Regions from separate parts of the Mus musculus genome. Here region 2 is linked to region 1. Evidence: chromatin contacts called from public Hi-C data. All regions are on one chromosome and are shown on one strand. Each heading gives the region's core, a stretch centred on a gene start, on an enhancer-like site or on the middle of the called end of the contact. The rest is flanking DNA. Distances are from core to core; before and after follow the strand shown.

Region 1 (6,538 bases), core at 1,634-4,133:
AGGGGTGCTTGAATTAAGCAAGAAAGAGTCAAACACAGGAGTCAGTCAAAGCACTGAACAGCTTTCTTCAACCCAGTGCTCAACAAACTTACACTTGTCTGCATTTTTCTTTCAACTTAGTTTCTACTTGGCAATGTAAAGATGCTACTGTGTCCCGCTAATTTATTCTGTCTCTTCCTTAAAGCTTTGGAAATTCACACTTACTTTTATGGTCACATTAACGATAGGGTTTCCATTTTAATGCAAATCTACCCATTCCCAGACTGTCGACTGCTCTAAGGAGCCTCCCTGGTCCTTCTTCTCTACCCTTCCACATTGCTTGGAACCTTGTGATGGTAAAATGTGCAAACTATAAGATGCCATGCAGATAGGAGGCATTACTGCGGCTCATCCTTTAAAAATCATTGCATTTCTCTTGGATTAGGTCAGAGTTCCAAAAGCCATATGTATATTAAGTCTTCTTCGGATCCCTCTCACCTTTCCTTCCCTACCCTCACCTCCTACCTCAGCTAAGGCCAGTGAGGTGTATGTAGTGATAGTAGTTACTAATTATTTCATTCAACATTCTCTATACTTACTACCTTTATCAAGAACAGTGGTAGAGGATACGCCTAGTCCTGATGACTTGATGTGTGTGGGGTTGTAAGAGGGGTGTGATATGTGTGGGGGTGGGGTGGGGAGAGGGGTCTCCCTCCTCAGAGGAGAAGGGGAGGGGAGAGTGGGGGGAGAGGATCTGGGTGAGGGAAGGCTGATATTCAGATGTAAAGTGCATAAATAAATAAAATTTAAAAAAGATAATCTATTAGCATGGATATTTAACGAATCTAGAGAACAGACTCAGTTTTAACTTGTTGCTATTATGTCAGACACTTAACCAGTTCCACTGTCTTCCTCTCTGTGTCTTAGCGTGACGTTTGGACTTCTACATGCTATATGCTATCCTTTCTCATCTCTTTACCTTGATTAGGAATGTGCTGCTCATTCTACTCAACAGGTTGGCTTGGAAGAAAGAGGTTGGAAATGGCAGAGACAAACTGGAGGGATAAGAACTTTAAGATCATCAAAAGTTGTTCTGTGGGTCTGTGCCCCTCAGGTCAGCATCTTCTCTTGTGTGGGTCTGTGTCCCTCAGGTTAGCATCTTGTCTTGTGTGGGTCTGTGCCCCTCAGGTCAGCATCTTGTCTTGCAGAGAGCTTACGCTCAGGCCGAGCTCCAGTTTATACCCATGCAGGTCTGAGCAGGCCTGGGAACCCTGCAGGGCTCACACATCACCAAGGACATCTGTGCTTATCTGCGGTGTCTGCTCTCAAGGGCTAGCAAAACTGCCAGCTCTTCCCAGCTCCTTAACACTGTTTTCTGTGTTACACCTGCAATTCAAGGATTAATTAAATGAACATAGTGGCTCATATTTGTAATTCCAGCAGTGGAGGCTTGGCTGAGGCAGGGAGATTGCCATGAGTTTAAGATCAACCTGGGCTATAGGGCCAGACTGCTTTGAAAATTAAGAGAGAAAATGAAAAAAAAACAATAAAATCTGAGCCACCCTTTAATTAAAGGAGGGGAAAAGTTGACAGCTTAATTCAGAAAGCTGGCCTGTGTCTCTCGCTGTTAGTGGTTCTAAAGTGATTCAGGTGTATAAAGAATACTCCCAGATTCCATCATTCTGACCAACAGATTCACGCTCCCCCCACCCCTGTCAAAGTCCTTGTAGATCATGGATTGGTTTAGGTGCATTTTCTGCAATCTTTTTTCTTTTCAGATTAAACATATTTTGAAAACCAAAGAAGTATTATTCCAAATTTAGACACTTTTCTCACTTGAAATTAGTTTTTTTTTCCCTTCATGATATTTTAATCTAAAACAAATGGGGATTTTTACCTCATCTCTGTTTATAGTTTGTTAACTTTTCTAATATTTTAGTTTATATGAAATGTCTAAGACCAATTAAGTTCAGATGATAATAGCTGTCTAGGATTTAAAAATTATATATAGCTATCTTCATGTCTTCAGAGAAAATAAAATAATATATAATGTATTTGAAACTTTTTATCATGAAATAAATTCTAATTGCTTTTATAGTCAAGTTTAGTTATATCATTTGAACTCAGACAGTAGCATCTGTAGGCAACTGTATCAGACTTCCTCAAGCATCCTGAAACTTTATATGACTTACATGGGTTTCCTAATAAGGATATTAGCTTTTCTTTTAAATTTTCTTTTTCATAAAAACTGTGGTAGGTTTCTAAATACCAATGTCTTATGAAATGCTCTTATTTATTACCTGTAGAGGTGACATTGGTTCATAAAGTATATGTAAAGTATACAGAGATAAAAATGTGAGTGTTTATGGGCTTCAACAGGAAGTAATTAGTGACCACTCTCCACTGCTTTCCTAGAAAAAGCAGAGCTCAGTGGGTTAATGTTGAGTGTCTCAGAGTGTACTCAAAGGGGTGAAAGGGGACAGATGGAAAGAGTTAGGACGTTCCGGGAAAGTAGGATCACCATAGAAAGGTGGGGGTGGGGTGAAGGGGGGGGTTGGTGTTAGACCTTGATATCAGACTTTTCTCTGAGGGCAGAAAAGTGGGGAAAAGATGTGGACGCCGTTGCAAAAAGCCCAAGTGGAGGCTAGCTGAGCTGTGTCTATCTGCAGAATCAATATGGCATAGGGAAAGTAGTAATACAGAGGTAGGACATAGACAAAGCACTTCAGCGTTTTTTGCCTTTAACTTCCCATTGTGAAGAGGGAGGAAAAGAACAGAGAGTAAGGCAGTGGCCAGTTGAGGGAATGGTGTCAGGAAGCAACTAGAAAGAAATGCAGGCAGTGAGCATTGACAGAGTGATCTCAAGAGAAAGAAAGAGACTCAGACTCATCAAGCGAGCAGGAGAGGCCCAGGTCACAGGAGGGCACAGGCCCCCACCCAGCAGACAGCCTTGCTCTGATGAATGCCTCATTAAGCACTGGGAGAAACTGCCTCAGAGTCAGATGTGCTCAGCACTCTTACACTGGTACAAAGCTCTCAGAAAGTAAGTGGACAAAGTGCCAAGGCAGAATCCAAAAGACTATTGGGAGTTGTTATACACTTTGTTGTTTTTCCTAATTTAAAACTGACAATATAATACTTGTATATTTAGAGCAATCATAGTTTTATCCAAGCACATAGGAAACTGATGGAAAAAAATTACTTTACAACTTTGACATGTTTTGATTTTTCTCTTCACTTTTTGAAGTGATTTCCACATAGTAGCGGATATACATGTATGAAACTTTTGATGGACATGCACATATATCTATCTGTACTTATGTATGTTTATTTATATATTCATATAAACTCCGTCTGACACATGCAGCTGTCAGCTCCTATTTTAGGCACAGTGTCATAGGACCAGCAAGGCCCCACCCAAATGCCCAGTGTCTGAGCATTCCAAGACATAACTGATGAAACGTCCCTCGGAGCTTTCCAAGAATGGAACCTTTAGAGCCTGCTACTAGTCAGCTTAAAGTCTTCCTCGTGGTCCTCAGAAGCTCAGGAGACCTGCACCTGTGCCCTCACTCAGCATACCCACCTCTGCCCTCCTCCCTAGCTCACACTGCTTCCTCCCGATCTTCCTCATTCCTAGAGCATGGTGCTCCCACCGTGGCCTTTCCCCAGCCTCTCTCCTCCCCCCACCCCTTCTCCCTCTCTTTATCTCTCTGAATTGTTTCTTTTGTTAGATATATAGGTAGCTCACGCTCCCACTTCTTCCCAGTCTTTACAGGATTGTTAACTTTCTTTCCCCCACACTGAGAACATCCATATCTTTTCTACCCAATCCACATACTTCCATTCTTGCTGGTTGTTACTCTCCAGCACACACTATACCTTTATCTTGTATATAGACTCTTTCCCCAGCTAGGAGAAGAAAGCAGGAGACTCTTGTCTGGTTTATTCACTGTCACATACACAATACTGAATTTGGAGAATGGAATTATTAGCTAAGGCGATGAATTCCATAAAAAGTCACTGACTATTGTATTCAGCACAGGACCAGGAATGAAGGTTAGAAAACAAGGCAAGACAATTGATCAAGACTCTAGAGTTCATCAGTGGCAGAGCCCAGCCCAACTCCATCCTTGGCTCCTTAACGTAAGATGGTTAAAATCAACCTCGAAATTGGCATGAGGGCTTTTCTTCCCTTTCATTTGAGTAGATCTCTGACTTGTGGCATGCTAGGATGAGTGCTCTGGATTATGGGAGCAAGGACCAATCCTCATTGTCCGTGAAGTAAGGGGAGTGATATCTGCCTCTGGACTGGTTTGGTACCTGACTCTTTCTGAGCCCCTGAAGAAAGGTCCTTTCCTGTTTTCTAACAGAAGCTACAAGCAGTGATGCTGTATTTTCCAATGTGTATGACTGCGCTGCCTGACAACTGTGGAGCTTTTCTCATACCAGGCACAAACACAGCAGCGCACACACAGTATCTAATTAGAATCTTAGAAGAATCCAGTGATGTTGGCATTGCTATTTTTGATTTACAAATGAGAAAAACATCTCAGAAAGAATGTGTTACTTTGAATAAACACAATGTCAGGAAAAATGACTTGCGTGGACTTCTAGGAGGTGACAGGTTTACTCTAATTTTTCTTGTTTTTTTTTTCTATTTTTGTTTTGTTTTGTTTTTGTTTTTTTCGAGACAGGGTTTCTCTGTGTAGCCCTGGCTGCCCTGGAACTCACTCTGTAGACCAGGCTGGCCTCGAACTCAGAAATCCACCTGCCTCTGCCTCCCAAGTGTTGGGATTAAAGACGTGCGCCACCACTGCCCGGCGACAGGTTTACTCTATGAGTGTTCAAGACTCGTGTTTTCATTGGTGCTTCCTGGTGAGAGTACATAAGTTGAGATGATGAGGGATTCACATGATCAATGTTTCATATAATGAAGAAAAAACTGTGTGGTCTAGTACCGTGTAGACGAGGCCTTAGCCAGCATCACTAATAAACCTTACTTGCACTGCTGAACACCAACCAGTGTTATGCTCTTCACCATAATTATTCCTATTATGAAGTTTACAAAAATTATTTCATTTCCTCAGGCTTGCTTCTTTGGTGAGATGTTTAAACCAACTGACAACTAGGATCATTTGTTTTAGAGTGTCCATAATGATTTTAAGCTACTTAAAATGCTTGGCCAGCTAATAGAGACCTGAAGAAAGTCTTAAATAATCCCACTCAATGCATATGTATTCCTCTACGTCTCAGGCTGCAAGAACTCCAAGTTTTTCTTGCTACTTTCAGTTTACACGGGATCATACAGGCCCCTACTTGTTCTGGTTGTTTATTTCTGCATGGAACAAACTACATTGAGATAAACATATATATAATTTAAAGTGAGATTGCATTAATAAACTTTTTACTTTATAGAATCATCCTTATATGACAGTGGTAGTAACATACCAAGGCAGCTACATATGTATTTAAGATAATCCTTTCTAAGCTAAACACAAATGAATCGATGCCAGTCTGATCTCTCCTTCTTTTAGACACACACCATTGAAACCCTGAACCTGAATCCTGACACTTTACCTTTCTTTTATCTGAATTCTACTTTGTTGGCACCTGCTCAATATTCCAATCCATTCTACAAAGCTGTAATGTATGAAAGGGCAGCTATTCAGAGAGTTGAATTTACAGTAGATGTAGTCTAATCCTGTGGCTCTCGGTTAGGAAAGTCACAGGCTTTGGAAATGCAGTAGCTTAGTACAGAGCCGCTCTAGGGAATGTTAAGGCTTACTTGTAGCGTGTGGAGATATGTTTAACATGGGACACTTGGTTCCAGTGACTTAATTTCAGAACTGGAGTAAGAGATTCTTTGGAGAAGAAAAACTTTTTGTGATGTTTGCTTCTCATACTACAGATGTTCAGTTACTCTCTTCATCAAACCTAACTCAGCAAGAAATCAATACAACTTGAACTTGCTCTGGAAACTCATGTACAGGTCAAGCCTCTGTTTCCTGTACACTCCGCTCCAGTTAGACAACCAGGCTGCTTTGTGACCGCCTTGTCATTCTGTTTCCCTATGTGGACTTGTATGGGAAATACATGTGAATTACAGATCTGGTTAGCTTCTCCAGAGCTATGTTTTGCCCTGGCCAATAGCATCTGCAATGTGTAGAGGTGTACATGGCTAATGTCTTTAAAATTATTCTTAAGAAACAGTTTAATTCAAATAAAAGTTTACATCAGATGTGAGTTTGTGACATAGCGGAAATGTATGTCAGAAACAACATTCTGCAAGTTTACATGCATTTGCCTCCAAAATATTAAGACAGTATTGTTTATGTACGAAATGGTAGTGTTGCTGAATTCTAGCCAGTTCACATCACTTCCATTTCTCCCCCCATTCCAAACCTTTATATGTCATGAGATTCCCTCTCACATTCATGACCTCTCCTACTGAGTGGGTCTTAAGTCCTAGCAGATAGCTGTTGGCTACTCCCAAGATATAAGAGCCACTTTTGAACTACTGGGGATATTTTGGCAGGATGGCCATTGTTATGGTCCATGG
Region 2 (6,297 bases), core at 1,576-4,075, 260 kb after region 1:
ACATCAGCTGGGCAATGGTAGTGCACACCTGCAATCTCAGCACTTGGGAGTCAGAGCCTGGCAGAGTTTGAGACCAGCCTGGTCTATAGAATGAGTTCTAGGTCAGCAAAGACTACACAAAGAAACCCTAACTCAAAAACACAAAGTAACAATAACAATAACAACAACAACAACAAAGATACATCAGTTTGGGAGGAAAAAATGTTAGGGGTGATAAAGAAAGAAAAGAATTAGGGGAGGGAAGGGGTGTGTTTGGTTAAAAACATTTACATGTATGAAATTCTGAAACTTTTTTTGATTTGGTAGGAACAATCTATAGTTATGTCTTTGGGTAAAATAAAAGAAATGAACTATATTTAATTTATTGTGATTATAGCATTGTAGGAATGCTCCAAGAGAGAAAATGGTCATTTTTAATAGACTTACAAACTATTAGATTTTCACAGGACCTTTTCTTTCATCTTTAATTTTTTAATTTTTTAAAATTTTTTAAATTTTAACTCTTCCCTTTATCCTCTCATTGTCCCTATTCCCCAGATACATCACCACTTCCACCACCACTTCTTAATGTGTGTGTGTGTGTGTGTGTGTGTGTGTGTGTGTGTGTGTGTGTTTATCCATACATGCAAGTCAGTATTCACAGTAGCTAGGATTGGGTCCTGGATTCCAAGACTTGGAGTTATAGTTAGTTATTGTTTGCTACCTAATGTGGACACTGAGAACTGAACATCCATCCTTTGCAAGAACATCAAGGACTCTTGATCACTGAACCATCTGTACAACCCTGAGTCTTTGTTCTGTTCCATTTATCCATCCATTTGTTTTTGTGCCAATGGCATAATGTTTTTACTACTGTGGCTCTGTGATACTACCTTAAAATCAGGAATGAGGCTCACTCCAATGGTATTCTGTTTATTCAGGATTGATTCAGCTATCCTTGTTTCTGTGTGTGCTTCTATACTAATTTCAAGATGACTTTTCTTTTTCTGTGAATATAATGGCACTAGAGTTTTTATTGTATTGAACCTGTGGGGTTGATAGAGTATTGATTCTTGCAACTCATGAGAATGGGATGTCTTCCCAGCTTCTACTGTCACCTTCAATTTCCTCTTTGATGTTTTAATGTGTTCACTATAGAGGTCCTTCACCTCTTTGGTTAGGTTAGAGTCTACAGTGTTTGTGCTGCTGCTGTTATTGTCACCGAGGCTGTTGTGAACAGCATAGTTTCTCAGATTTCTTTATTGGTGTGTCTGCCATGGATATGTTAGAAGGCTCCTGATTTTTGTATATTAATTTTGTATCTTGGCAGTATTTTGTTGTTGATGAGACAGGGTCTTACTATGTAGCCCTGGCTGGACTAGAACTCATGATATAGACAAGAGTAGCCTCAAACTCATAGAGCCCCAACTTGCCTTTGTTTTCTGAGTTCTGGGATCAAAGGTGTGTATCACCATGCCCAGCTTTCTAGGAGTTTCATTTTGTTTTGTTTTGTTTGTTTGTTTTGGTGAAGTCTTTAATGGAAAGAAAGAACCATGCTGTCTACATGGTGAATCCTTTAACTCTCACTTTCCTGTCGGCATCCCTTGTATTTTCTTCTCTCATCTTTTTGCTAAGTCTCCAAACACTACATTATTAAGAGGGGGGGATGCTTCAAGTGTTTTTCATTTATCATGATGTTGGCTATATGTTTGGCATATATAACCCTAAATGTGTTGAAATAGGGTTTTTTTTAATTCTTTGCCTCTTCAAAACTTTTATTATGAAGGGATATTAGATTTTTGTCAATGGCATTTTCTGTATCTATTGAGACAACCATGTGGCTTCTGTTGTTGAGTCAGTTTATGTGATGAATTATATTTAATGATTTATATCTATATATTGACCTATCTATGCATCTATGGAATGAGGATTATTAATACTATTATTATTACTATTGCTGGCCCCATTATTCACTCTCGTTGACAAGTCAAGGAATTATGTCCAGAAAAAAATAAGTCAAATATTCAAGATCCAATACTCTACTAATGGCCTAAGCATTCTTCCTGAGTCAAACTATAGGGCCATTTCCACTGTCCAAAAGGATCCTGCGCTATGATTCGTTCCTTCCTGAACACTAAATCTTGATATGCTTCTGTTCATCTGACTGGTCTCAGTTATGCATTCTGTTCCTTCATTCATTAAACGTTTCAAGAATCTATTACTTTGTAGTGACCCTTGCTTGTCCTACAGTCCCGTAATACAGAGCTCAGCAATTCTTTGGGAGTTAGAAAGAACAGTTTTGTTTTGTTTTGTTTTGTTTGTGCCATGATTGAGTTATTGGGGGGAGGGGCAAGAAATGATACAGTCACAGTCTTTAAGGGAATGATTCCCAACTGTCTATATGAATTAACAAAAGCAATAGTGTATTGGGTGATCAGTCTATGACCATAGATGGACTGATAGACATCAGTGGGGAAGGGGAGACATTCTACACACTTCCCCTCCGAGCCTCCAAACTTTGTGACAAAACAATATCTCTTATGTAGCTATACCCCACCTCATTTTCCAAAGTATTCAAAGACTTTCAGGAGCGTGAGTGCATAGAATTACACTGCTAAAATATAAACAATGAAGTCAACCAAGGCTCAGGAAAATATAAATATATAAAAGTCATTTCCAAGGAAAACCTCTATTATTCAGAAAGGGGGAAAAAACCCGTTCTAAATCCCCAAAGGCTGAAACACATTTAAAATAGACATTCCACGCACATGGTAAAACAAGCCTTCTATGCATGTAGTTTAGTCAGTGAGGTATTTTAAGGGCTCAGTTACTGCTGTGGGGTTTCCCCCACATGACAGTTACACACTCAGAATGCTTAAATCAACAGAGCTATAGAATTTATCCTCAGGATGTGGTCAGCGCAAAATATTTCAACATTCTTGGTCAATTTGCATATGGGTTTTCCAAGCCTAACATTGCCAGAAAGACCACGTCAATGCCTCTTATTTCAACAATGAGCCTGAATCATAATCATTCCTTCATTTAACAAGTATTTTGACAATAGGTTTTATGCCAGCAACCATGCAATACACTGAAAAGGCAAAGGCAAAGGAGGCACTGGTCCTTTCCTATAGGTCTTTCTTCCCTGGAGGAGAAAACAGGCTTGAAAATGGGTAATTAGTGCATGTGTAAGAGGTGTGCTTACAGAGGTATACACACACACACACACACACACACACACTGAAGCTGGTGCAGAAGCTCACACAGAGGTTGGCAAGCACACCTTAACTTCTAATCAGCATATATCTGCTTATAAGGTCACAGGCATTCTTGCTTGAAGATGCTGTTCATATTCAAATAATACCCAGGGAGTGGGAGAATACTTTGTGACTTGCTACCCGGCAAATATACTCATATTTGCTCATATTTCTGTTTTGATTGTATAGAGAAATAAGTCATGGGGAAAAGAGTAGCGACCGGTTACAACACTGGTCAGAATGAACAGGATAGAAAAATGTGGAGAAATTCTATAGTAAATGACTTGCAATACCAAGGTTAAATGACTATAGCTTGGGTCAAGTTGACATAAAACTAGCCAGCATACATATCTGTGATGAAACTCAATTTATAAATTAGGTACAGTAAGAGATCAACAACAATAAATAACTAATAACAACAATAAATACACATTAAAATAGATGGTTTTAAAAATAAACTGGAATAAAGTTATATGGCCATAGTAATTCTCTCAACTGCCAAAGCCAGGTAGCATACACACAGAACACATATACACTGAGAGAAAGGCTGGTGGACAAGAGGGATCAAGACCAGATTAGAATTTCCACACATACTTCTGAAGGCTGACCATGATGGAATGTGAAACTGCAAAGAATGGCTTAGCGTTGGGACTAGGTAACTACAGGGGAGTGAATTCTGAGGAATTTACCACATGCTATGTAGCAAGGCAACCTGCAGAGTTCAGGTCATTTGCTAGACTTCCTTTCTCTGTCTGTAGGAACCTCAAACCCCAGGGCTTCACTGACAATGACAACTTGTCTAGTGCTGTCCCAAGGCAAGAGCTGTATTTCTTTTGCAGAAATGAAAGTAAATACAATAACATTTGAAGAATCATGGGTTGTAAAGATTAAATTTAAAAAGTGACCAGAAAATTAGATAAAATGCAGAGCCTTCAAGAGACATATGCATATTTGTGTCCCCAAATTAATGCACTAGGAACTAAAAAGATTGAGTGTGTCCCTTAATGGTCTATGAGAGATGGTATTCATTTGAGAGTACACGCCACCAGAGAAGGCACATGCCAAGACATGCCCAGCATCTCCATCATATGTCTCTGAGCAGGTTACTTACCCTATAGAGGGTTTGTCTCACTAGAAAATGGGGGAATGATGATATTTACCTCACTGTTAGTTAGGAGTTGTTAGGATTCTATGTAAAAGTACTCTGCACTTAGCAATGCTCATACCTGACCAATGACCTTCCCTGGTTTCCTGGTGGGCAAATAGGCCTGGAAAGGGCATCTTGGCTATAGAGTCCTTCAGGTGAGTTAAGGGCCTCCCAAGTGACAGTCACAGCCTGGTTCTCTCCTCTTCCCAGGAGTCCTGTGTGAATATACTTCCATTTCTTTCCTACAATTCCATTTTCTTCATGACTCTCACAGTGATTTCCCTTTCTAAAACTTCTGAGGATCAATTAAAAACCAAAACTTCCCATGATCCTCAAGCTCTTCCTCTTGCCCTAACATGCCAAAGCAGGCTTTCTTTTGTTGATGGCACATTTACATAAACTCTTTTATTCCAAAAACACTGGGGATCACACACTACACTCCTTTCTTGTTTAAATTCCAGTTTTCTTGGATTCGGAAACGTTTTTCAACCACCATCTTTTTCCTTGTTTTTTTCTGATTTCCATTGTTTGTTAGCCTTAAGGAACGATGCTGGAATCCCCAAGAACGATTAGGACATTTTTCAGGTTAGGAACTATTCCAACACAGAAAAGAACTACCTTAAAGATTACAGGAAGTCAATAAATGTAAGACTTATTGTCTTTTCTCATAGGCAGAAGCAGGAAGTACATTGTGCTGGTAAGGAAGGGCTTTAGGCCAAGAAAAGGGGGAGCTTCCTCAGCATGGGGACTCTACAGTCAAGCTGCCTGCTATCTTGAGTTTACAAGCCCAGCATCACTGGGAAACCAGGCCAAGGATGGATGCTAGGTATCAGTTGACTGTAAAGAGATTCTTGCATCTAGTAGAAAGTACATGATGCCCTGTCAGTGCAGGAGCATCAGCTAAAATTCTTTTAAAGGGGAGTAAGAGATGACTGAGGCTAGGTCAGAAGAGGAAGGAGATGTAGGTGGTCAGATGACAGTGGATTTGTATGAAAGAGGACAAGTCACCTACCTCATAACCTGTCTCAGTCATCTCAGAAGTGAACATTACGGTTCTAAATGTGCATGCACTAAACAGAGGCAGACCCATGGTTGCAGAGATGACTCAGTGGTTAAGAGGACCTATAGCTCTTGTTGAAGACCCAGATTAGGGTATCAAAGCACACATGGCAGATCATTACCACCTTTAACTCAAGTTTCAGGAGATCCAATGGGCATACATGTACATAGGCATGCATGTGCACACACACATAAACATAAATAAAATTAAAATATCAGTAAACATAAAGTCACAGATTAACTTCAATACAGTGCTGGTGGATGACTTCAATATCCTCCTCTCACCATTAGATAGATCATCCAGACCAAAAAAAAAAAAAAACTCTCAGATTTATAACATAATATATAAAACAGACATAACAGATATTTACAGAATACTCAACCCAAGCACTGAAAAATATACATATTTCTCAGGAGCCAGTGGAACTTTCCCTAAGACACATCATCTATGGGAAATGCAGAGCACATCTCAATAAATATACAAAAATTTAAATAACTTCTTCTATTTTATCTGACTATAATGGGATGAAGCTAGAAAACCACACAAGAGAAACTCTGGGATCGATGCAAAGTCACAGACACCAACCATACATTATTGAATGATTAATGTGTCATTGAAGAAATCAAAGAGGAAAAGAAAATGTCTTAGAGTTAAACAAAACAAATATACAACATTCCAAAACCAATGGGATAAGATGAAGGCAGTCCTAAGGTAGAAGTTATAGCTCCAGTTCTTTTGGTCACAGTGTTTCATCACAGCCATAGAAATCCTAAGACAGGAAAAGGCAAGCAACAAGCCCCAAAGTAGTAGATTCACAAAATTCATAACAATCAGAGCAGAAAATAATAAAACAG

The links. Hi-C and Micro-C count contacts between places; a contact is called where the count stands out from the background.
Region 2: a Hi-C map of embryonic fibroblasts shows a contact between it and region 1, with 1.7 times the contacts expected there. The contact joins two enhancer-like sites. A contact is called at or near these places in 2 of 484 Hi-C or Micro-C datasets (both in embryonic fibroblasts) and 1 of 115 datasets of contacts at active chromatin or transcription factors (fibro-adipogenic progenitors).

Annotation. Positions count from the first base shown.
Region 1 is chr2:126,050,463-126,057,000 of GRCm38.p6, forward strand. All of the region lies in intron 11 of Fam227b (family with sequence similarity 227, member B), which reads right to left. The region is part of intron 2 of Fgf7 (fibroblast growth factor 7); the gene reads left to right. Among named protein-coding and RNA genes, the nearest start is that of Fgf7, 19 kb to the left of the region's middle. Within about 2 kb of position 2,884, at least 33 of the 459 cell types and tissues checked have an H3K27ac peak or open chromatin away from gene starts, as enhancers often do. A contact at or near this core is called in embryonic fibroblasts, where this site is marked.
Region 2 is chr2:126,307,351-126,313,647 of GRCm38.p6, forward strand. No RefSeq gene overlaps it. Among named protein-coding and RNA genes, the nearest start is that of Dtwd1, 160 kb to the left of the region's middle. Within about 2 kb of position 2,826, at least 56 of the 459 cell types and tissues checked have an H3K27ac peak or open chromatin away from gene starts, as enhancers often do. A contact at or near this core is called in embryonic fibroblasts, where this site is marked.